7 separate regions of the Mus musculus genome follow, and regions 1, 2, 4, 5, 6 and 7 are each linked to region 3. The links are chromatin contacts, called in public Hi-C and promoter capture Hi-C maps. All regions are on one chromosome and are shown on one strand. The core of a region is the stretch at or near the end of the contact, and the rest is flanking DNA. Distances in the headings are between cores, read along the strand shown.

Region 1 (3,185 bases), core at 5-2,504, 4.2 Mb after region 3:
ATATCATTTGTAGTATAGTATCATTTTATTGTATTTTAAACTGTTGTATTTAAGTATTTAAATTAGCACATTATGGCATGTACATAATGTATTTCAACATTTGCCTCCCATTACCCTCTTTTGTCTCCTGCCCCTCTGAGCCTCCTTTTTGTCTTCTGAGCTCCTTCACCTCATCTGGTACTATCTTACCATTTTACTGACTGACCCATCTCTCTAGCCTTATACTGGAATTCTAAATTCTCCACAGGCAAAAGGCTTTGGCCTGATTCCTGGCTGAGAGGCTACTTTTCTATCTCAGGTTCACAACTTCCTCTTTTTGTCTTGCTTCAACCTCACTGTGTAGTGTAGGCTGACTTTGAACACTCAACACTTCCTGTCTCAGCCTTCTTAGTGCTGGCGTTACAGATGACAGAGGCAAGTCAGATTTTACAACATCGAGGGACTGTCAATGGGTTAAAGCAGGAAACAAATGACTCCATGCTCTTGGGCTTTTAGAGTGTTGTGAGAGACAACTAACAGCAAATGATATATTGTTACTGTTAAAAAAGAAAAAGGAGCCGGGCGTGGTGGCGCTCGCCTTTAATCCCAGCACTCAGGAGGCAGAGGCATGCGGATTTTGAGTTCGAGGCCAGCCTGGTCTACAAAGTGAGTTCCAGGTCAGCCAGGGCTACACAGAGGAACCCTGTCTCGAAAAACAAAAGAAACAAAAAACAAACAAAAAGAAAAGGAAAAGGAAAAGAAAGCAAAAGGAAAGAAATTAAATTTTGTCTCTGTCTCTCTCCCCCTTCCTCTCCTTCCCCTTTATCCTTAGTGGTTGATAATGGAGGCATAACCTGGTGCATCTCTCAAGCATCTTTGTGTTTTTCTCTTGGAGGTAGAGTGGCTAATCAGTGTACCTGTTCAGGGCTATGCTGGGAGGTCTCTGGGAATGTGTGTGGGTGAATAGTGGGCATTCAGGTACAACAAGCTTCCAGCAGTGCGGTTACAAGTGTCAATAGCGCCCTTGAAGAGGATCAAGAGAGGATGGGGGTCTCTGGGGTGACAGGATGTAACGTCAGTCGCTTCTTTAAAAAGCAGGCACCCATCCCTTTTGGCGTTCTGGGGTTCTGTGGGAGTGGACGCTGGAGAGGACAACCAAGTCACCAATGTGCAGGATTATAGCGACACCTGGCTCTGGTCTGAGTGGCGTCCTTCCTTTGCGGAGTTGCAGAGATCTGCCGGGGGCGTGGCCACTTTCCGGGGGGCGTGGCCTCAGGGTCGGAGGGCACCCGAAGCGGGTGTCATGGCGACCTCCATGCTGGGTTCTGTCCGCGGCCCAAGGCCATTCGGTTTGGCTAACCTGTTCCATCGCCAGCCGCCTCGGGATGCGTGGGAACGTGTGCGGCGCCTGCCGGGGCCCTCGGCGGTCCGGCGCAGCGTGGCGGCGGCCAGCGGGCCAGGCATCCCCGGTTCCCACCTCTACTGCCTGGAGCTGCTGAGGTGAGTGGCCGCGCCCGGGGGACATCCCCGAGAGCCCAGAGCCTGTGGAACGCAGAGCGCTGAACCCCGAGCCTGGGGCTGCGTCCTCCGGGTCCTGCGTTCTGCTGGGCTCTGTGCCCGTGCTTGGAGAAGGAGACCGCAGGCCTGTTCACGTGGCTCAGCACATCCTCTGCCTGAACCCTAACGTTAATGGACCCTACAACCTTTGCATGCATAGCACTTTTTATTCATGGACAGCTAGTGACTTTAACACCGTTAACTGGCTTTGGGCTCTGTGTGCTGCACTATTAAAAGTAATTCACGGGGCCTGCGCATTTTTAGGTCCATTGGTAGGGTGCTTGCCCAGCGTGCTTTGGATAAACACATCTCACAAAAGTTGGCACACTCACTTTTGACGCATCTTCTTAGGAGGTACTGGCCAGAGGTTTAGATTTAACTACAAAGCAACCTCAAAGCTAAAATTTTGTTTACAAAAGTAAAGTCCAAAGCAGCTTATTTAATTCTCCTTTCAAGTTGTGATTCCCATCAAGGGAGTTTAAGAGTTAGAGCATTAAGAGCTGGAGAAATGGGTTAGCGGTTAAGAGAACAGGCTCAGGTTTGATTCCCAGCCCCGACACGAGATCTAATGCTCTCTTCTGGCCTTCTTGAGCACCAGGTAAGCAGTGTATAGACATATGTGTACGCAAACACTCATACACATAAAAATAAATACAATTTTTAAGATGAAGTTTAATAATTTCAAGGGAACAAGGGATTTGCCAGAGATTTACAAGAACAGCCTCATGACTTGTGTTTTGTTCACCTGGTGTCAGGAAAGACATCTGGGATTTCCTCTGTAGACATGTGTGGGGGTTGGGCCTGATGGGAATTGAGCCCTATGAATAATCTATGGCTTAATTACATCCACCCACACCGCCCCTGCATTTTGCCCTCCCTGCTAACAGCAGTTATCCGGTATGGTTTTTGTTTGTTTTGAGACAGGGTTTTTATGTAGCTGTGGTTGACCCTGTAGACCAGGCTGGCCTGGAACTCCTTCTGGTCTCTGCCTCTCAAGTGTCGGGTCTTTTTTGTTTTGTTTTGTTGTTTTTATTGTGTGTTATTTTTATTTCACGTGTATGCGTGCTTTGCTTGTGTGTATGAACTGTGTGCATGCCTAGTGCCACCGATCAGATTTTCTGGAACAGTTGTGAACCAATGTGATGTTGGGAATCACACCTCTGGAAGAACAGCTCTTAAGTACACAGCCAAATGCCTGCTTTGAAGGGCTTTAGAGTGTAACTAAAATAACTAAATCACCTTGGATCTGATTAGGGAAGCAAATCTGAGAAATGCAATTGCTTCTGTGTTTGCCAAGAGTTTCAGGTTCCCCTGACTCTGACCAAGTACTGAGTTTACAAGCTTTGGCTGTCAACCTGCCATGTTTGGTTGCTGTTTTCTTTATGGTGCTGGAGGCTGAGCTCACAGCCTGGCGATGCTAGACAAGATCTGCCCCACTGAGCTATATGATAGCCATCATAGTCCTAGACAGCTTCTCACATGTTTTCAAAAGCTGCCCTTGAAATCATGAAATTGTGGACTCGCCGTCTCTTGCTGTAGACGCCTGAGTATGCACCATACCCATTCTCTGGATACTCAAATTTCTGTAGACTTTTGCCAAACTTGTTTCTGGTATTCTTTTGACAATCAGTCTTTCCATTCTTTGAATC
Region 2 (2,976 bases), core at 286-2,785, 3.8 Mb after region 3:
TCTGCCTACCTGGGCTTCCCAAGTACTGGGATAAAAAACATTAATGCCATGCCTGGTTCTTTCTTTAAATTTTATTGTTCTCTACTTCCATAAAGATGTTTGTTCTGGTAACAATTTTGCGTTTGGCAGCCATTTTGCGTTTTCTCAAGTCTGGCTGGAATTACATAGCCCAGCAGTCACTCATTCATTTATTCAAGAAAATGCAGCCGTACTCATTTCATTACTTCATAAGAGAACATTTTAAATCTCTTCTCATTCAGATGCTTATGTTTTCCTAGGTACGGTCTAAACCCAGGACATACAACCGAGAAAGAATAGGAGACACTCTACCCTACTTTCATGTTGTCATATTAAGAGTACAGTAGGGTTGGAGAGATGGCTCAGCGGTTAAGAGCACTGACTGCTCTTCCAGGGGTCCTGAGTTCAAGTCCCAGCAACCTCATGATGGCTCACAAGGAATCTGATGCCCTCTTCTGGTGTGTCTTAAGACAGCGACAGCGTACCCACATACATAAAATAAATAAATCTTAAAAAAAAAAAAAAAAAAGAATACAGTCTTCATAGAAACAAGACAATCCCCAAAGAATGACTCTCGAAATGATTAGGTTTCCGGTGAAACAAACAAATATGAGGCTTGTTCATTTACTCTCTCTTCCTCGCAGCCGAATTTCTCTGTGGACTTCGTTATAGTTCATTTTTGCGAATCTTCGTTAATTCGCTACATTCAGTACATTCAACTTAAGAATTCCAAGGCCTTTCAGGGACGCTAAAGTAATTCTGTACACAAAACTACGCAACACCCCACCTTCGTCCCCTGAAAACAACAGACTTGCTTTCTAATGACAGTCTTTAGTCCTTCAATACTGCATGATTCGCAAGTGTCCTCCACGCAAAGGAGATTCTCGTAGATCTGTCATGTCCTAATAGGTGAATTCCTTCCCAAACTATTGAAGTGCTATGACAAATTGAGCAATGAGACCGCCGTTAGAAGAGAGATAGAAGAGGACTTAGGATCCTGGATAGTCCGTACCCTGAGGGCATCCAGAACCCGACACTACTGTCAAAAACCAGATGCCCAAGCTCACGCCTGCATCCCACCCGAAGTACACCTGAGACCAAGGACCCTCCGCAGGACTCAACGCTGACAGGACAAACTGTCAGCAGCGCGACTGACTCGACTGAAGCCGCGGGCCCCAAATCAAAGCCGAGAAAGGCAGGGCCGCCGCCCAGGGCCACCGGGCTCGCACCGGGCTGGGGGAGGGGGTGTGGACCAGAGGACCCCCGCGCGCGCGCGACTGAGGGAGGACACCGCCCGGACGGCCCCCGACTCCGCAGCAGGGGTACCGGAACTGAGGGGCCGTGTCGAAATCGGGTCGCGAGGCCTTACCTCAGCGCTCGGATGTTTAAAAGTATCTAAAAATAGCAGCTCCATAGACGAGTCCACCGCCATGTCTGCCGCGGGCGGGGGACCGGGAGATGACTTCCGGGGCAGCTCTCCAACCTCCCAGGCCGAGGCTCCAGCTAGGGGGAAAACTGCAGTACTTCCGGTAAACAGGACGCTGTCGTCTCAAGCCTCCACCAATCCCATCGCAGCTTGCTGACTTAAGCCGTAAGCCCCGCCTCCTCCAGCGCGGCGGAGGGCGCCTTCTGCGAGCCCAAAGGGGCAGGGAAAAAAAAAAAAAAAGAGGGGCGGGGACTACGGTGTTTGCAGTGGTCCAAATCCCGTGGTTCTCCGGAGTAGCGGAGCCACGACGCCTGCGAGAGGCGATGAGTTCTAGAAGATAGGAAAGTGTGCCAAATCTAGACACACGGCACCGTATGCCTCCCACGAGGCATGCTCTCCAAACAAAACCATGCAATGAGGGAATCTGAAAAGACACTGTTTTCAAAGAGAAGAAAAGAGCACACACAAGGCCAGCCAGGAGTTGAATCCCAGCTTGAGCTACATGAGACCGTGTCTCAAAAAATGAGGGAAAGGGAGAAAGAGGGAGGGAGACAACTTGTCTCAGCAAACGAAAGGAAAATTTTCTCGTTTATGAAAATGTTAAATATGATGAATAATCCCACGAGCTGATTATGAGGATTAATTCTTATAAGGTTCAAAAAGGTATATAAATGAAACGTCACGAATATAAGAGAGAGCACAAAGTCTATTTCTGGCTGACAAGCAGTCTGCCAATTCCAGCATTTAAAGGACAAAGGAAGAGTTTGAGCTTCAGACCAGCCTAGACTACTACTCCGTGAGACCCTGCCTCAAAATAAAAAGTGTGTTTGTTTTAATTTTATGAATAGTTTCTCTGTCAAGTGCTGGACACTTGAAACTATACATAGTCCTAGGGAGTGTTAAGAAGGAATTTTTCTCTATTCTGGTCCTCTCAGGAACCACCCATCAAGACACAAAGTTGTAGCAAAACAAAAGCAGATCAGCAAAAGTAGGAACAGGCCATCAGGGAGAGAGTGGGGTGGATCAGCTCAGTGCCTAGGCTATCTCCCTCTCAGGGTTTATATAACTGTCTCTTTGTCGTGCTCTGCTGAGGAGGCTTAAAATGTCTCCATTCTCCTGTATGTTTGCCAGAATTGCTTTCAACTAGACACTGTCTATTCATTTGTTAGATTTGTTCAAGGTCTTGTATTTGATCTCATGACCTTCCCTTAGGACATTTTCTTCTTTTTAAAATTGAGGTTTCGGGGGCTGGTGAGATGGCTCAGTGGGTAAGAGCACCCGACTGTTCTTCCAAAGGTCCAGAGTTCAAATACCAGCAACCACATGGTGGCTCACAACCATCCATAACGAGATCTGACGCCCTCTTCTGGAGTGTCTGAAGACAGCTACGGTGTACTTACATATAATCAATAAATAAATCTTTAAAAAAATAAAAAAAATAAAAAAAAAATAAAATTGAGGTTTCACACTGAAGGCTGAGGCCAGGATTTTACAATAGACTGGCAGGCTATCTAAACAAGGAACAGGACTCA
Region 3 (3,220 bases), core at 648-3,147:
TGCAGTTTCCTTTCAGTTGACGGGTGCATACCTGGGAATCTCAGGTATGAACTCTAATGTGCAATCACTGAATGTGGGAAACCCATTCAGTCTTTTTTCTGGAAAGTCAAAGCTGGGCATGGGGATTCATGTTTGTAATACAGCACTAAGGGAGGTTGAGGCAGGAGAATCACTGCCAGTCTAGGGTCAGCCTGAGCTACTCAGTGAGTTCTAGGATAGCCTGGGCTAGAAAACAAAACATAGTCGGATTAGGTTTCATAATTTGTCCTAAGGCCATAAAGTTCCCATCAAGTGGTTGCCACCTCACCAGCAATGATTTATACCTTTAACTCAGGTGCATCCTCGCTATAGAAGCCTACACAGAATAAACTAAACCTCTGACCATAAGTGCAAGAGTCTTTAGATAATGTGTGTAAGAAGAGCCGGTGCTCATTTTGTTTTTATGAACCACCCAGGTGACTTCAAATAGAGTTCTAAACAAAGATAAACAGGATTCTCAGCTTTTCCAAGACAGCAAACTACTTTTAAGAAGCTTACTACAAATTTAGGAAACTCCAAGAACTTGGGGTCTACTGCTGTCTCCTCCTCCACTGTTAAAAACAAAAGCGATCCATGCTCCAATATAACCAGAAACCTGAATCTGAACCCTGCTGCATTTATGCAGGGCAGAGAGAAAGCTGGGGAAGTCAAGTCACAAAGCTTTATGGCTCAAGAGCTACCAAAGTACTTTTTTTTTATCAAACTCATACACAAACACACGCACGGGGGGGGGGGGGGGGGATAGTTCTTTATCAGGTCTTCCAAGGGGCTGTGTTATATGAATTTGTAGTGTAATTTTTTTCAGGGTGCCATAAAAATGTCAATGACTCTTCTGTCATACAGAGCGCCTCCTAGGGTGGTCACAAGGCCTCTAAAAGACAAATTTGGAGAGAGCACGAGAAGGAGGGGCCAGGGGGACCCCACTTACCGAAAACACTGCATTCTGAAGCCCAAAAGGTATGGGAGTCAGCCGGGCCAGCGCCACCACCTTCAGGCCGCTTCCTCCCTCCACGACGCGGATAACGGCGCTCAGCTTGTCGCTGTTCTGGATCCTGGCAGCCACCCAGGCGGTGAGTAGCCGCTTGCAGACCACATGAGCGATAAAGGTGCCAATGAGGACGCCCACCACCATGAGCCCCATGCCTAGCACGAAGCCGTACAGGTAGCCGGCCGCCACATTAAGCACGATGTAGCCCCAACCGCAGGGGAAGGAGACCACGATGAAGCCCACGACGAAGAGCAGGACACCGAGCAGCGAGTCGAGGCTCTCCACCCAGAGCAGGAGGTGCTGCAGGTAGCGGCGGACCAGGGCCAGGGAAGCGAAGCACAGGGCGGCCAGCACGCACACCAGCACGAGGCTCCGGCACCAACAGGTGCTGCCGAGGCAGCAGCAGCGCCAGTTTCTCACCTCGGCCACCCCGACCACCACGCCGCCGCCGCTCCCGGGGCCGCCTGCCAACGCCCCGGCCGGCGCCGGCAAGTCCGAGGCCGCGGGCAGACCGTGGCGCTCCAGATAGGCGCCGAGCAGGGCGCCCGAGGCCGCCGCCGCAGCAGCAGCCGCCGCCGCGCTGGCCCCGCCCCCGCGGGGAAGGCGGTCCTCCGAGCGGTCCCCTCCCGCTGTCCGCTCCGGTGCCCAGCGGCCCGGCTGCTCCACGACTCCCGTCCGACCGGCGTGCTGCAAGGCCCGGGGCAGCGTGTGGGGCAGGCTCCCACCGGGGTTCCGCATGCCTCGGCCTCAGCCGGCCAGTGTCTCCACTCCCGCCGCGTCCCCCCGCCTGCGGCCTTCCATGGCACCCCGCACGCCAGGCCTCGGCTCCCTGCGTCCTCTCGCGGGGAGGGAACGGCCGGAGAAGGGCGGCAGCGGCGGTCGAGACGCGGTCCCGCCGGGAGTCGGTCGAGTCTGGACCCCGCGCCCGCAGAGCCCGCCCCCTTGGGCCCGAGGGGCGGGGCACGCGCAGAGGGGGCGGAGACATAGCTGGGTGGTCGGTCACGCCCCCGTGACGCCCGGCTGGTGCTGCGGATGAGTGGCGAGGTACCCGCGTCTCTCAGGCAACGGAGGCCTCGGCTGCCCGGGGCAGAAGAGTGAGGCGGAGGGAGGCCACGGGAAGCGGAAAGGGGACCCGGGGCTGCGCGCTCTCAGCTTCCACGGGCGCGCGCGTGCCTGCGTGTCAAAGACCCTTGGCCGCAGCTGCTGGGACTCTTGCCAAGTGCCTCTCTTTGGCTTCTGATTGACCTTTCCTGCAAACCAGCAGTGGGGTGTCGCTCTCCCCCAAAAGCTGTCTGGCGACTTTAGGGGAGGAGTTCTTATCTGTTCGTAGGAGGATAATTGTACCATCCCAGAGAGCAAAGTCTCCCAGTGGCTTCTAGATAACTCGGTTGTTTAGGAGCCCAGGGAATTGGTTGTGAAGAGCCACTCTTCAGAGAATGTGCCTTCTAGACCCTAGTCCTTTCCTGAATGCCAAGCACTGTGCTGCGTAGAGTGGAAAAGATTCCTCAAAAGACCTTTATAAAAAGGGTTGCTGTTACCAGCCCTTTCACGAGCTATGTATAGACTTATGACTGACCCAGTGCTAGGAGAGCAAGGTAAGGAATCAAAGATGTTAGCTAGAGTTCTTATCTGAGATAGTAGATAGAAGAAAGCCATTGACTTAAGGAAAATATTACAACTATGTACAAATGAAGTTGATGCATCAGAGTTGAGATGTCCATGATATCCACCCAAAAGTGGCATTCCAGTGGATGTTTGAAAATAGGAATATGGCGTTGACATGAATTATCACTCCTAGAAATTTTGACATTGATACACAGGCAACCGTTAAGACCATGGTTATGGATGACTGAATAGTAGTAGGTGTACTAAATATTCCCTGTATTCTCTACTCGGTCATAGTAGGCTGACTTCTATGTCCAGGCCTCGTGTTTGGGTCAGTCTCCACGATATATTCTGCCAAGTGACTTGTGACTAGCTTTTAGATGCTTTAGGAACCTTCCAAAATCCTTTCTCTCTTTGCCATTGTCAATTATTGGTGTTCCACAGAGTGAAGAGTAAGAATCCCAGTTACTTCTTGATGGAAGTATATAAATGAGTGAGAAGAAAAACCACGGACATGTGAGAGTTATATTATCAGGGCACTGTGATATCATCACTTCTGACTGGTGTGAATGAGAATAAGTCTGAGAA
Region 4 (3,089 bases), core at 232-2,731, 4.0 Mb after region 3:
ATTCCTGTTTTGTTTTGTTTTCGAGATAGGGTTTCTCTGTATAGTCCTGGCTTTCCTGGACCTCACTCTGTAGACCAGGCTGGCTTCAAACTCAGAAATCTGCCTGCCTCTGCCTCCCAAGTGCTGGGATTAAAGGCATGCGCCACCACTGCCCAGTTTATCCCAGCTAGTCCTAAAGGATATAAGATCCATCAGAATATTTATAGAATAGTTTTACATATTCTATACATGGTTTTATTTTATTCTTTTAAAAAGAAATCTAAAGGGGCTGGTGAGATGGCTCAGTGGGTAAGAGCACCCGACTGCTCTTCTGAAGGTCCAGAGTTCAAATCCCAGCAACCACATGGTGGCTTACAACCATCTGTAACAAGATCTGACTCCCTCTTCTGAAGTGTCTGAAGACAGCTACGGTGTACTTACATATAATAAATAAATAAATCTTTAAAAAAAAAAAAGAAATCTGAAAACAAAACAACAGATAACCACCCAAAAAAGCCCACAAAGAGCTTAATCTATAATCCAGCACTTGGGTGGTTGATTCAATAAAATGGATGCAAGTTCAAGTTTAGCCTGGGCTACATAGTTCCAGGTCATTCTGGGCTACAGAGTGAAACCCTGTTTCAAACAAAGCAAAACAAAACAGGAGAAGCATCTAAAAGAAACTGACTAAATCTGAATTTTTTTCTTTGTTTCTCAGGGTCCCTTTATGAAAACAATCATCTTTAGTAACACATATCTGAAATTTTCTATGAGGTGTGTATAGGATGTCTGGGAGTTTTCTTCAAACTTTCTTCTGGATGTATTTTGTCCGGATCAGCTGGCCAGTCAGCTGATCACAGGAACTCTCTAGAAGGACCAATCTGGCTTTGGCTTTTGCTCTCCAAGTGCTGGGTTTTACAGGAATGCCCCACTACACCATGCTTTTTAGTTTTATTGATAATGATACTTAAGGACCTTTCAGAATGGTGGAACGCGTAAAATAGGGTTTACTGTGCCTAGACTGGAGATCTGAGGAAAATTAACTAGCTTCTTATTCCGAGAGTTAGTCTTGGGAAGTCGCAGAAAAGTTTGTTTTTTTTTTTTTTTTTTCTTTTTTCCGGAGCTGAGGACCGAACCCAGGGCCTTGGGCTTGCTAGGCAAGCACTTTACCACTGAGCTAAATCCCCAACCCCAGGAAAGTTGGATCTTAATTATGTAATAAGCCTTGGGAAACGGGGAGAGGAGTTAGGCTGGAAGGAGTCTCAAAAAGGTAAAGCACCCAAGACAAAGCAACTAGATTTGGTCTCTTTGGTTTTCTTACGAAGACATCGAACTCGCTTCATTTTCTCTGGGAATGTCCAGAGAATCTGGAGAGCCCCGCCAGAATCTAGCTTCTGAAGGGCCAGGAGACTCCATGGCAGCTAAGGGGCGGAGCAGTCTGCTGTTCCCGCCCCTTTCCTCCGAAGTCTAACTGGGATTGGTCGAGAGCGTGGCTAGCTGCGGATCCGGGGCCGGACTCTGGCCGACTACTACGCCATCTTGGGCTGTGCGAGCTGACTAGAGGTTCCGGGCGGTTTCGCTGGATAAAGGGACTGGGCGAGGGTCAGGTTGGAGCCCGGAGGCGGCGGGAGCAGCGGCGGCGGGGGCAGGATGAGCGCGGAGGCGGCGGACCGGGAGGCGGCCACCTCCAGCCGGCCCTGCACCCCGCCGCAGACTTGCTGGTTCGAGTTCCTGCTGGAGGAGTCGCTGTTGGAGAAGCATCTGCGCAAAGCCTGTCCGGGTGAGCGAGCGAGCGAGCGGGCGGGCGGGCGTGGTCTGCGGCCCGCTGCCTTCTGTCCCCCGCTGCCTGAGGCCTGGCCGGCGCCGCTGGGCCCAGCTCGACGGTGCCTCAGCCGGGAACGTCGCCGCGGAGCGTCTGCGGAAAGTTTCAGACAAAGGCTTTCGGTCTGCCGCGGTCCTCACAGCGAAGGGCGCCCGCACTCGCCGTGCGGGGGTCGGGTCGCCGATGTCGCACGGCCCTGGGGGTGACTTCGTGAGGGGAGAGCGGCTCTGCGGAGCCTAGAGCCGGCCGTAGCCTTCGGTTCATTCAGCCAGGGGATTGTGTATTTCACTGTTGAACCCCGAATTAATATAAATCCCCCGAAAACAGCTGCTTCGGCTGTTGTATAGGGATACCCGTGTTGGGCAAGGAACATGGCCCTTTTCCTCTTTCGGGCATTTTGGTAAAGGTACAATGTAAGGTCTTTACCTTTAGTTTGCTCAGTTCTCATCCGAATTTGGCCTTGTAGGAGACTACTTTGTGAAAAGTTGGCATCATTGGTGGGGCAGTTTTACCAAGTGTATCTCAGTGCTTTTAGAGCTTTCCTATTGACACATTGTTAGGGGCTAGGGTGCCAAGCCTCCGTGCTTAGCTCTTTAAATAGGTTGCGGTCCTTAGCGAAGCCTTCATTATAGTGAAGAAAGTGGCATTAGCCGCTACTTTACTGGTGGGAAACAAAGCTAGAGACAGTTCAATAAAAGACCCCTGTCAAAACACTACTTCTTTCCTCCAATTGGCATTGGTCTTATCTTGAACTGGGAACCTGTAATGCTTAGTTCTTCTCTGTGAAATGCTTTGTTATGAATCAGTTTTGAATCGTCCCCAGACCCTCTTGCTTATTAATTAAGCTGGCAAACGCCGATCTGCAGCTGTCTCTGACCACACCTCCAGATGTTTCGTGCCCCCCAAGTACCATAGTCTTTAGTATACGCGAATCCTTTTGCGTTTTTATAACGAAAACTTTAAGAATTTAATTTCTTTTAAATCCTAGATCCTGCACCAGTTCAGCTTATAGTTCAGTTTTTGGAGCAGGCTTCCAAACCTTCAGTTAATGAGCAAAACCAAGTCCAGCCTCCACCTGATAACAAGAGAAATCGCGTCCTAAAGCTTCTTGCTCTTAAAGTTGCTGCACATTTGAAGTGGGATTTAGACATACTGGAGAAAAGGTATAAAGCTGTAAATGGCATTACATTTGAAGCAGTGTTTGAATGTCTTTGTTTCTGTCTGGATTCTAATGTTTTTCTGATAGTGGCTTAAAATAAATTACTTTTCTGCATGTTCATGGCAAAAC
Region 5 (2,918 bases), core at 260-2,759, 3.3 Mb after region 3:
TAAAACGCTGAGGATACACTCTTGCCTTACTGTGTACACACCAAACTAAACCCTTGCATCAGATATATTGGGACTGTCTCTAAGTAGAAATGGCTAATCTTGATTGTTGTTAGGAGAGGATAAATGTATCTCTTCTCCAAGAGGGGAAGGCAGGGGACTGATGGGGATCTTGGCTTGTTTGTTCTTGGTTGGGGAAAGGTACCTATATTTTCCCCCTCACCAATCATCTCTGCCCGTAAGCCTCTTCTGGGGATGAGCAAATTCTCCAGTTTAGAAATAGAGGCAGCTTGAAAGATTTGGGGAATTATGAATTGCAGGTTTGGTTATATAAGGTTTTTCCTTTATTACATAAAAATTTAAATACTTCAGGATTAATAAAATTTCACAGTAAACTTGGGAGTTCATCTATCTAGTCCAAATTACTTTGTAAACTTTATTAGTTAATAAGGTGTAGAATAAATCAACGTAAACTCATTAACACTGGGCAGAAGCATAGCTTCTCCCAAGAAAGTTTCATGTCATGAAGATGGCATCTATGTGGATGTAGGTAAGTGAAGAAGGCACTGTCCCATAAAGAGACAACCGCAGATGGCAGCAAGAACCCTTAGTGTGTTGTTTAGCACATCTTAAGCCTAACCTCACCCCACAGATAGGCAAACTGAGTCTCATGGGAGGAAGATGGATTTTTGTCACTGGGAATAACTTGAAAGGCTCTTCTGACTCCAAGTTCAGTGCTCTTCCCACTTTCACTGGCTGCATTTTAAAATTCATAACTCTGAATGAGTCAGGGACCAAGGAGGGAATGCTGATTTCAAAGTCCTTCCAAGAACAAGAGCACTCGTGTTATTCTTATCTACAAAGATAAGAATTCCTTCATCAAACTTCCTTTTGCTTTTGTTTACAGCTTCCTAGCCCGGAGACATAAAAATAATTGACTATCAATCCGACCTAATAACCCTAAAATCAGCAACTTGATCTTGAATGAATGAAGCGAGACACCGCCGAGACGCTCTGCCACGCCTCAATTGTGTTGTTCCCGCGGTCTACCTGGGGCAGCCCAGTGCAGAGGAGGCTTGGCTCTCAGGCCAGCCCAGAGCAGCACGCGGGGCCCAGCAGAAGTGCCAGGCATTCGCGAAAGCCCGCCCGCCAGGAAGCAACTGGCTACCAAAGCGCCACGCGCTCAGGGATGCTGGATCCCGCCCAGGCGCTTCCCCATCTGGGAGTCCAAACGCAACCCAACCAAGGCTGTCCACCTCGCGGCACGCGCAAACCCACCTTCACCAGCAACAGGGCGTGGTCACGGGGCGCGCGCACGCGTGGAACCAATAGGCTAGCCGCGCCAAATGGAAGGGATTGTCTGACCTCCGTGACGTCACAAAACTGGCGGGGAGCGCGCCCTCTTCCGCCCCCCGCCCCTCTGGCCCTCCGGGTCCCGCCCACCCGCCATTGCGCAGCCAATCAGAAGGCGAAGAGCTCAAGAGCGCCTGTGGGGGCGGGGCAGGGTGGAGGCCGGGCGAGGCAGGGGCGCGGAGTGGGCTGGCCTGGGCCGAGCTGCAGCGCGCCGGGGTGCTGCGTGGTGCTGAGTGAGGGAAGGACGCGCACGGAGGGGTGCGGCCGCCACCCGGGGCAGACCGCAGCGGGTGCTCGACTGTGCCCGGTTGGTATCCTCGTCCACCGCTGCCGAGTCGTGAGGGGGCGTCAGGGCGGTGAAGTGGAGGGCGCGCGTGGGGAGCGGCCGCGGGTGGAGGGCCGGGTGCGCGCGGAGCCTCGGTCGCGAGGAGCTGCCGCGGGTCCCGGGCGGCACCCGGCTGTCAGCGCGCGGGGCGCCCGCTGTGGCCCGGGCGTGTCTGCCTCGGCTCCCCGCTGACACGCTTGGCCCCGCGTGGCGGAGCCGGCTGCCCACGGCGGGCTGTGCCTGGAGCTCTGCGGAAGCGGGCGCGGCGTGGGGCCGGGCGGGCCTGAAGATGCTGAGTGCTTGTGGGCTCGGTGCGCTGGCTGCATGGAGCGGCGGCGGTGCGCCTGTCCGGGCTCCTGGAGTTGCCCGCCGGGGGCTGTGATGCCGCCTCGCCTGCCGGGTGGGTTTGTTTGGTTTCTTCTTCTCCCCTCCCCTTTCTCCCCCCTCCATTCTCTCCTCCCCTCCCAGCCCATTCACTGGGCTGCTGCGAGACCTCGCCCCTCCTCCGCTCCCGCCTCCCCGCCGCCGCCTCCTCTAATGAGCATCTCTGCTTTGCTTTCAATGGGCCGCTGCTGCTGTCGCTGCTGCTGTCCGCGCGGGTTGTGGATGTTGTCGGCTCCGTGTTGTGATGACAGGAGAATGTGTGTGTGTCCCGGGCCCAGACGAATTGGTAGGTATTCACATAACTACCTGTGTTGGGTACCCAGGGAAGGATGGTGACTGATTTTGTGTATGAATGGATGGCTCTAGGGGTCCTCATGGAATTAAAGGGTGAGATAAGGAAAAGGAGACAAAGGCGCTCTGGACCAGATTTTATTTTTATTTTTATTTTTTGATAGCTTAAGTGTGATATTCTGGGACACACGAAACTGACCAAACAAGTGCTGGTTTGGTTCTTTGTGTTTTAAGGATAATGGCTTTTCTTCATTCTTGTAGACACTGAACTTGAGCTGTGAAATGGCTAGGCGTTTCCAGAAAATGCTGAAAAATTACAAATCTTAATGCAGGGCGTTTAATGCAATCAGATTACATAAACGGAGGTTCTGATACGTGTAATGAAAAGTGTAGTATTTATTTTCATTTGCGTTAGAATCTTTGCAAGACCGAGAAGCTCCAGAGTAGGCGCACCAGTAGCATTTTTCTAATCGATTTGGTCCATGGGTTTATTGATTAAGTGGAATAAAATCTTGACACAGGCTTTGCCCAGCACACCACAAAGAATGGATGGGGCTCTTTCTGTTTC
Region 6 (3,048 bases), core at 354-2,853, 4.4 Mb before region 3:
AAGGTGCTCTGAAAAGCACGTTGTCATAAGACCTGTGGACAGGTTATTACTGTGCCCAATGACCTTAAGCATTAGAGTGACATGATGTTTGGTGTCCGCTGGAAACTTGACAGAATCTAGAATCACCTGGGAGATGGCCTATTGACATTGCCTTCAAAGGATTATCTTGCTTCTGGTAACTGAGGTGGGCAGGGCCATTCCATGGGCTATATGCAACAAAGGCATGATAAGCATGCCTCTCACTCTATTTCCTCACTTCTGGTTTATTGTGACCAGCTGCTTCAAGCTCCGGTCACTAGGTATGAGCCAGCGTAAACTCCATTTCCCTTAAGTTGTTTTGGACCAGTCATTTATCACAGCAAGAGGAATAGGTTGAAGAAAAGTAAAATTGTCATGTACATTTTTGAGAGATTTTTGTGCACCATAGGCATATGCCCCTAACTTATATGTAAAATTAGGGGCTAGTAACTAATGGACCAGAGTGGAAAAGAATGAACGTTTGTTCATTCAAGTGGTATTTACTGAGTCCTACAAATACTCATGGAGCCTTAGTGTTCTTCTTGGTAGACTACTTTTTTCTCTTCTTCAAAAGTTGCAGCAACAACGGAGTGAATCAGAAAGGTGGTTTAATGTTAACAAGATATTTAGAACAGAAATGTTACAAGGTGATTAGGCTGAGAACTTGTTACCTATGGAGTAGTGAAGTTAAAGGTGTCACAGGCAACAAGAAGCCAGGATTCGTGAACTTTTCTGACAAGAGAACTAGTCGGCTCTGGGGTGGGTTTAAATTAATTTGTGAGGTCTAGCTGAGGTGTTTGGCTAAATGTACTATTTATTCTGGAAGAACTTTTGTTCTTTCTCTGAAGTAGAATGGCGGGCCATATGGTGAGTAATGTGGTCATTACACTGCAGTGTGACCTTTCTCGCAATGTAAATTACCAACAGCTCTTTTCTAAACCAGTTGACTCATTGTGTCAAAGAGTCAAGAGACAGCTACCTTTCAGAATTACTGTGTCCATTAACTGTACGAAAAGGGATATATGCACTTGCTCAATCAGTAGTAGCTTTGTCCCTGGGCCACTGTGGTGCCAAGAGAAAGGAACAATTTCATTACCAACACAATGGTCTCGTGTGACTACCATTACTAATGGACCCTAAATCAAATATTAAAGCGAGGTCAAGGGGTTTTCCTTCGCAGCCTACTTTGGCTGCGAAAGCACGGACGTGCCTGGAGGGTCTTCCCTGAGGTTATGCAGGAAGCTCTGCAGCTGACTGAACAGACCAGGTAGCTGCTGTTCACAAGTCACCACCGGCTTCCCGGCGGCTGCCCCGCCCCCTTTCCGGCTCTGGCTCCACCTCCTCTCCCTTATTGGTTGGCGTGCCTCTCCGCCTGACCGCCTGGAAGACCCGGAGGAGCGGAGTGGCCCCTAGGCGGGCTGGGCGCGCGCTCGCTGCGCATGCTCGAGGGCAGCTGGATTCCCGGTCTGGACCAGAGGCTCAGAGCGGCCCCGGCGGGGAGGCGCGCCCGTGCGCGGCAGCGGCAGCGGAGTCGCGAGCACGCTGCGCGCTCCCGAGGAAGGGAGGTGTAGGCCGGGGTGGGTGGGGGGAGGGCCGGGTGTCGGCGCGCTTGGCGTGCGGGATCCGAGTGGCTGCGGGCGGCCTGAGCTGCCCGGCCGACGCCTGCTGCGAGATGGCGATCTTGGGCGCGGAGGGCTGAGGAGGCGCCGCCGCGGTGGCTGCGGGCCCCGGGAGCCGCAGCTTTGCGCGGGTAAGTACAGCGGGGCTCTGGAGGGCGGCCGGGCCGGAGTTCGCCGGGGTGGGGTCGCCGGGCTTGCCCCGAGCTGGCCCTGGCACCGGCCTGTGCGGGTGACACCGGAGCCCGGCGAAGTGGCTCGGTGACTGCAGTGCTCAGCCTCCTGACCGGCGGCTTGCTGGCGTCCCAGCTTCCCCGCCTCAGAACTGCTGCCCTGACTTTCACCCGGATCCCACCGGCGCGAGCCGGGACGCCAGCCTCAGAACGTCCTTTTCTGACACGTTTTTAGCATTCAGCTTTTTTTTTTTTTTCACTGACTCCGCACCTCCTCTCACCAACAATCTTAATCTCCACCTTTGGTGACCTGGTAGGTTCAAGTGACCTTGCAAAATTTTCTAATCCTCATCTCGTGATTTGGGTCCTTTTCCTTTAAATCTTCTTTTAAAATGTAGTATTGTTAGGATTTGGTACTTTGCCCGTCGCCTTTAGCCTTTACAGTCCTTAAATGATCAGTTTGTGGCTTAGGGCTGTATGGCTTTCTACTCATCGGTTTGGAGTTGTAAGTTCTTTTGCTCTAAGCGATTCCTCTTCATTATTACCAAAAAGAAGGTGTATCTATTATGCTTTTGAAATATTTTACTCGTCCACCATAAAATATTTCACAAATGTCTGTGTTTTCCCTGTTAATGTTTCATCTTTTTGTGTGCATAAAATTGAATTCCTCCCCCTAAAATGCCGCTACTTAGAGTTATGGAAAAAAATGCCAGAGTTACCTTCCCACTCCCCATTTGGTGTTTTTTTTACCCCTGATGAAATACCCTGTTCACAGTTGTCTGTAGGTTTCTGTAAGAGTTTTTGCTTATGTATAAATCCACTTAACATGTCTCACCAAGTCTGTATGTAACTGCTAGTAAAACTCTCCTTTTAAAAAAGACATTCTTTCATTTATCTAACTTCCTTGAGCCATAAAACTATGTGCTTAAGCTGACTGAAAATTACCATTTTTTAAATAACTAGTTAACATTTTAAATTCAAAGATAATGTCCAAGTGTTGGAGCTGTTGAAATTGAGATGCTTGAGAAATGTGACTTAGCTCTTTGAGACATAGATTATTAACATTTCCAAATAATTCTTCACGTAAAATGTAGAGCTGCTTTTAAGACACTGTACTTTTGAAACCCAGGGCATGGCTGATCAGGTCTCTTGCCTTCAAAGAGATGGTAATCTCTTGAGTTGGCTGAAATTTCTGTTACATCCTTGCACAATTATTAAGCATCAACTGCATGACAGTGAGG
Region 7 (3,239 bases), core at 192-2,691, 4.3 Mb before region 3:
TACATTCTTTGCTTTCTGTCTTCTTTAATGATCACTGCTGGGTCTTGGAAGGAGGGGGCATGATGCAACTATCCCATTTAGGGGTATGCTTTCCTTAGTCTCACCCTCTGTGCCTTGGACATTTGCGGGACTCTGTTCACCACGGCTGCAAACAGAAGCTGCTCTGATGAGAGCGGAGAGGTGCATTAATCTATGAGTTTAACGAAAAGCCATTAGGAGCTGACTTGATACTCTGTCCATTGAGCAGAATATTTATAGTAGATTCTCCCCTGGGTCTGTGACCTGCCTAGCTGTTGTTTTTGCCTCGATAATAGTGCCAGGTATGGATTTCATTTTGTGGAGTGGAGTGGAACTTAAATCCAATCAGAAAGTGGTGAGTTATTTCCATGATATTCCTGCCACTATTGCACAAAGGGCATGTCTTTCCAGGCTGCTCATCACTGGCGCTCTAGGGTTCACTGCTGGGTAAGACTGAGATGACCTTTCTCCTCTGGAAGCTTACATATCACATTCCATTCTTTAGTCCTTTCTATTGAGTGTCCCCCCCCCCCCCCGCCTTTTTCCCCTCACCAATGTAAGTGAAGTAACTTTTGTAATACTGTTCGTTTGTCTTTGTTGATTTTTATCCCATTTTTTTCCAGCAGATATTTTAAATTTTCATTCAATAGAAGGATGTGACTTTGAGTACCCATCACCATAGGCATTTTGAGATTAGCATAATCTGATGACTTTAGGCAAATTGAACAACTGTTTACCTACCACATTTCACAGTATTTTCTTGCACCATTCTTATGAAAAGGCACGTGGCGCTAAACACATAACAAAGCTTTTGTGACGACCAAATAAAATAAATATATATTAAATAAAATAAGCATGTAAAATTACTCTGGGAAGGTGTACGCTCTACAGAAGGATGCTTAAGAGCTGGCATTTCACACTATTTCCTTGTCCAGATCTGTTTTCTTTCTTTATTTTTTTAAGGTTTATTTGTTTTGCTTTGCATGTATGAATGTTTTGCTTGCATGTTTGTACACACACACACACACACACACACACACACACACACACACATACACACACACCTGCCTGCTGCCTTGGGGAGATCAGAAGAGAATGCCAGATCCTCTGGAATGTGCTAGATGTTTGTGAGCTACAAACCGGGAACTCTGCAAGAGCAACAAGTGCTCTTCACTTCCGAGCCCCCCCCCCCTCCCCCCCAGACCAGATCAGATATTTTACTGCCTAAAGTCAATTACGGGTTTTGTAAGAATTCTTTAAAAGGTCAGCGGGTTGAGGCGCAGCAAAGAAAACTGGGAGTGAAAATGGGTTGAAATGGGTTGGGCAGCAAGCTCCCTATCAAAAGCAAAACTTCACCTTGGTCCCGCCCACAAGCTCCGCCCTCGCCCCTCCGCTCCGGGACTCCGCCCACGAGCCCCGCCCCTCCGCGGTCCAGCCCTCAGGTTCCAGTAAAGCCCCTGCGGTCCTGCCGCCTTGCGGTGCTCCTCGCTGGCTCTCCACCCTCACTCGACTTCTGCGGCGATATAGCACGTGAGTGCGTGACTTTTCCCAGCTCCGGAGCCGTGTGTCCCAGCCCAAGCCTGCAGCCTCCCGGGAAGCGGGCCGGTCCCGGGCGGGAAGACTTAGGGCCCTCAGGCTTCCATGGCCCGTCCCTCCGGGCCCCGGGCGCTGGAAGTGCTCCGTGGGTTTCCGGTGCCCACTCTGGGGACTCCCGAGTGTCGCGTGCTGGGTCCGCGGCCCGTGGAAGTCCGGGGCTGGGGGTCAGCCTGGGGGCCGCGAGCGCCTCCTGGGCCTGCGGCTCGCGCACCTGAAGAACCCTGCCGGGGATCCGCGGGCCTCGAGTGGAAGGGCAGGGTGGGGCGAAGGGTTACAGCCCCGAAATCTCGGTCCCGCTCAGCGGGGAAAGATTGGTGAACCAGACGAACCGGTCGTGTGGGGGAACGGTGGAGGAAAGGCTGCGTGCTGAGGGAAAAGGTGCTACTGAATTCGGTGCAAAGCTGGGCCTGGGTGAAGTCCTAGCAAGCTCCTGCACCTGTGTCCAGGGCTTTGGGCTCACTGCACACGCGACGCGAAGGAAGGGCAGTGCCACTTACTTGTTTTGCAGTCAGAAACTTGAGAGCATAGTGACCGTTAGTGTTGGCGCTAATGCACTTGACTGCGATCAGCTTTTGTTTCTTTCTGTTGTGTTTGTGGCCGCCAATAATCAGAGGGTGAAGTAGGATTAAAATAACCAGTGGTTTGCAGTGACCCACAACCTCTGTGTTAAGACCATTTTTATATATAGTTAGCTCACAACAAGCATAAATGCGACTATTATCTTTTTCACTCCTCAGGAAACTGGAATTAATTTATGAAACTTGGCACCTCTGAAAGTGGTAGCATTAGGTTTCGATTGTGGTCTGTACTTTTTTTTTAATACTTTACGATTTACAAAAGTAAGTGAATCTTATTTCACAAGAAAGGCAGTGACTATCTGTCTAGTTTCAAGTATGTTCTGAGGTTTTGTTATCTGTCTAACCTTTGGGTGGGATGCCCAACCCTTTATGGTGTGTTTCTACATTTGTAAAATGGATATAGCACTGATGTGTCAGAGTGGTGAGGGCTAAATAAAATGTTTGTAGATCACTCATCGAAGTGTCTGATACATAAATAACGATAAGATAAATGATGATGGTAGTTGTAGTGACAACAGTGGATTCTCAGAATCTATCTGCTTTTCAACACTCCCCCTCACCCTGCCCCCTCTGTTTTGAGAATATTTTTTAAAAGGCGGCCCCTTTTGGCTGATGAGTTGAAAAATGCACCCCACTCGAGCCTGAAAATCTAGTGCCTCATCTCCAAGATTGGACCATGCAGAAGCTCTCTTAATGAGACAAAACTGAATTTCTGGTTTTTAGATTAAAACACGCCTGGCACAGGAAGGGAAGGAAGTACTGTCTTTCAGAATCTCTTCTCTGATCTATCCCCTAAAGCTGACGTCTAGAATTGGGGGAGCAAAATTATTCATTGCCTCCAAAGGCATGTTGATAATTGGACATCTCTTTTAATTTTACTTGAACATTTATAAACAGTGATCTATAAAATAAAGCCTTAATTCCAGCACTCAGGAGGCAGGGTCAGGTAGGTCTCTAAGTTTGAGGCCAATCTGATATGTAGAGGGAATTCCAGGACAACTAGTGCTATATACAGAAACTCTGTTGGAAACCAAAAACAAACAAACA

What was found. Promoter capture Hi-C pulls out the DNA fragments that hold promoters and counts their contacts. Hi-C and Micro-C count contacts between places; a contact is called where the count stands out from the background.
Region 1: a contact with region 3 is called in a promoter capture Hi-C map of pre-B cells. The contact joins the promoter of Ndufaf6 here to the promoter of Tmem64 in region 3. A contact is called at or near these places in 1 of 39 promoter capture datasets (pre-B cells) and 1 of 484 Hi-C or Micro-C datasets (CD4 T cells).
Region 2: a contact with region 3 is called in a promoter capture Hi-C map of pre-B cells. The contact joins the promoter of Virma here to the promoter of Tmem64 in region 3. A contact is called at or near these places in 1 of 39 promoter capture datasets (pre-B cells) and 1 of 484 Hi-C or Micro-C datasets (CD4 T cells).
Region 4: a contact with region 3 is called in a promoter capture Hi-C map of pre-B cells. The contact joins the promoter of Ints8 here to the promoter of Tmem64 in region 3.
Region 5: a promoter capture Hi-C map of pre-B cells shows a contact between it and region 3. The contact joins the promoter of Pdp1 here to the promoter of Tmem64 in region 3. A contact is called at or near these places in 2 of 39 promoter capture datasets (cranial neural crest and pre-B cells) and 2 of 484 Hi-C or Micro-C datasets (CD8 T cells and regulatory T cells).
Region 6: a contact with region 3 is called in a promoter capture Hi-C map of pre-B cells. The contact joins the promoter of Wwp1 here to the promoter of Tmem64 in region 3. A contact is called at or near these places in 1 of 39 promoter capture datasets (pre-B cells) and 1 of 484 Hi-C or Micro-C datasets (CD4 T cells).
Region 7: a contact with region 3 is called in a Hi-C map of LSK cells, with 9 times the contacts expected there. The contact joins the promoter of Cpne3 here to the promoter of Tmem64 in region 3. A contact is called at or near these places in 2 of 39 promoter capture datasets (cranial neural crest and pre-B cells) and 4 of 484 Hi-C or Micro-C datasets (B cells, CD4 T cells, CD8 T cells and 1 more).

The regions. Positions count from the first base shown.
Region 1 is chr4:11,074,274-11,077,458 of GRCm38.p6, reverse strand. It overlaps Ndufaf6 (NADH:ubiquinone oxidoreductase complex assembly factor 6), which reads left to right and starts at 1,254. Exons shown (of 9, transcript NM_001085493.2): 1 at 1,254-1,479. The coding sequence starts at 1,283.
Region 2 is chr4:11,484,517-11,487,492 of GRCm38.p6, reverse strand. Virma (vir like m6A methyltransferase associated) reads right to left here and starts at 1,535. Exons shown (of 24, transcript NM_001347055.1): 1 at 1,388-1,535. The coding sequence starts at 1,450.
Region 3 is chr4:15,264,497-15,267,716 of GRCm38.p6, reverse strand. It overlaps Tmem64 (transmembrane protein 64), which reads right to left and starts at 1,897. Exons shown (of 3, transcript NM_181401.3): 1 at 968-1,897. The coding sequence starts at 1,765. It overlaps Gm51436 (a long non-coding RNA gene), which reads right to left and starts at 960. Exons shown (of 2, transcript XR_003955370.1): 1 at 1-960.
Region 4 is chr4:11,252,651-11,255,739 of GRCm38.p6, reverse strand. Ints8 (integrator complex subunit 8) reads left to right here and starts at 1,481. Exons shown (of 27, transcript NM_001159595.1): 1 at 1,481-1,759; 2 at 2,790-2,964. The coding sequence starts at 1,630.
Region 5 is chr4:11,965,041-11,967,958 of GRCm38.p6, reverse strand. It overlaps Pdp1 (pyruvate dehyrogenase phosphatase catalytic subunit 1), which reads left to right and starts at 1,509. Exons shown (of 3, transcript NM_001098230.1): 1 at 1,509-1,657; 2 at 2,311-2,345. The coding sequence starts at 2,315. It overlaps 1700123M08Rik (RIKEN cDNA 1700123M08 gene), which reads right to left and starts at 1,385. Exons shown (of 5, transcript NR_040577.1): 1 at 1,276-1,385.
Region 6 is chr4:19,707,559-19,710,606 of GRCm38.p6, reverse strand. It overlaps Wwp1 (WW domain containing E3 ubiquitin protein ligase 1), which reads left to right and starts at 1,603. Exons shown (of 25, transcript NM_177327.5): 1 at 1,603-1,768.
Region 7 is chr4:19,568,310-19,571,548 of GRCm38.p6, reverse strand. Cpne3 (copine III) reads left to right here and starts at 1,441. Exons shown (of 16, transcript NM_027769.3): 1 at 1,441-1,548.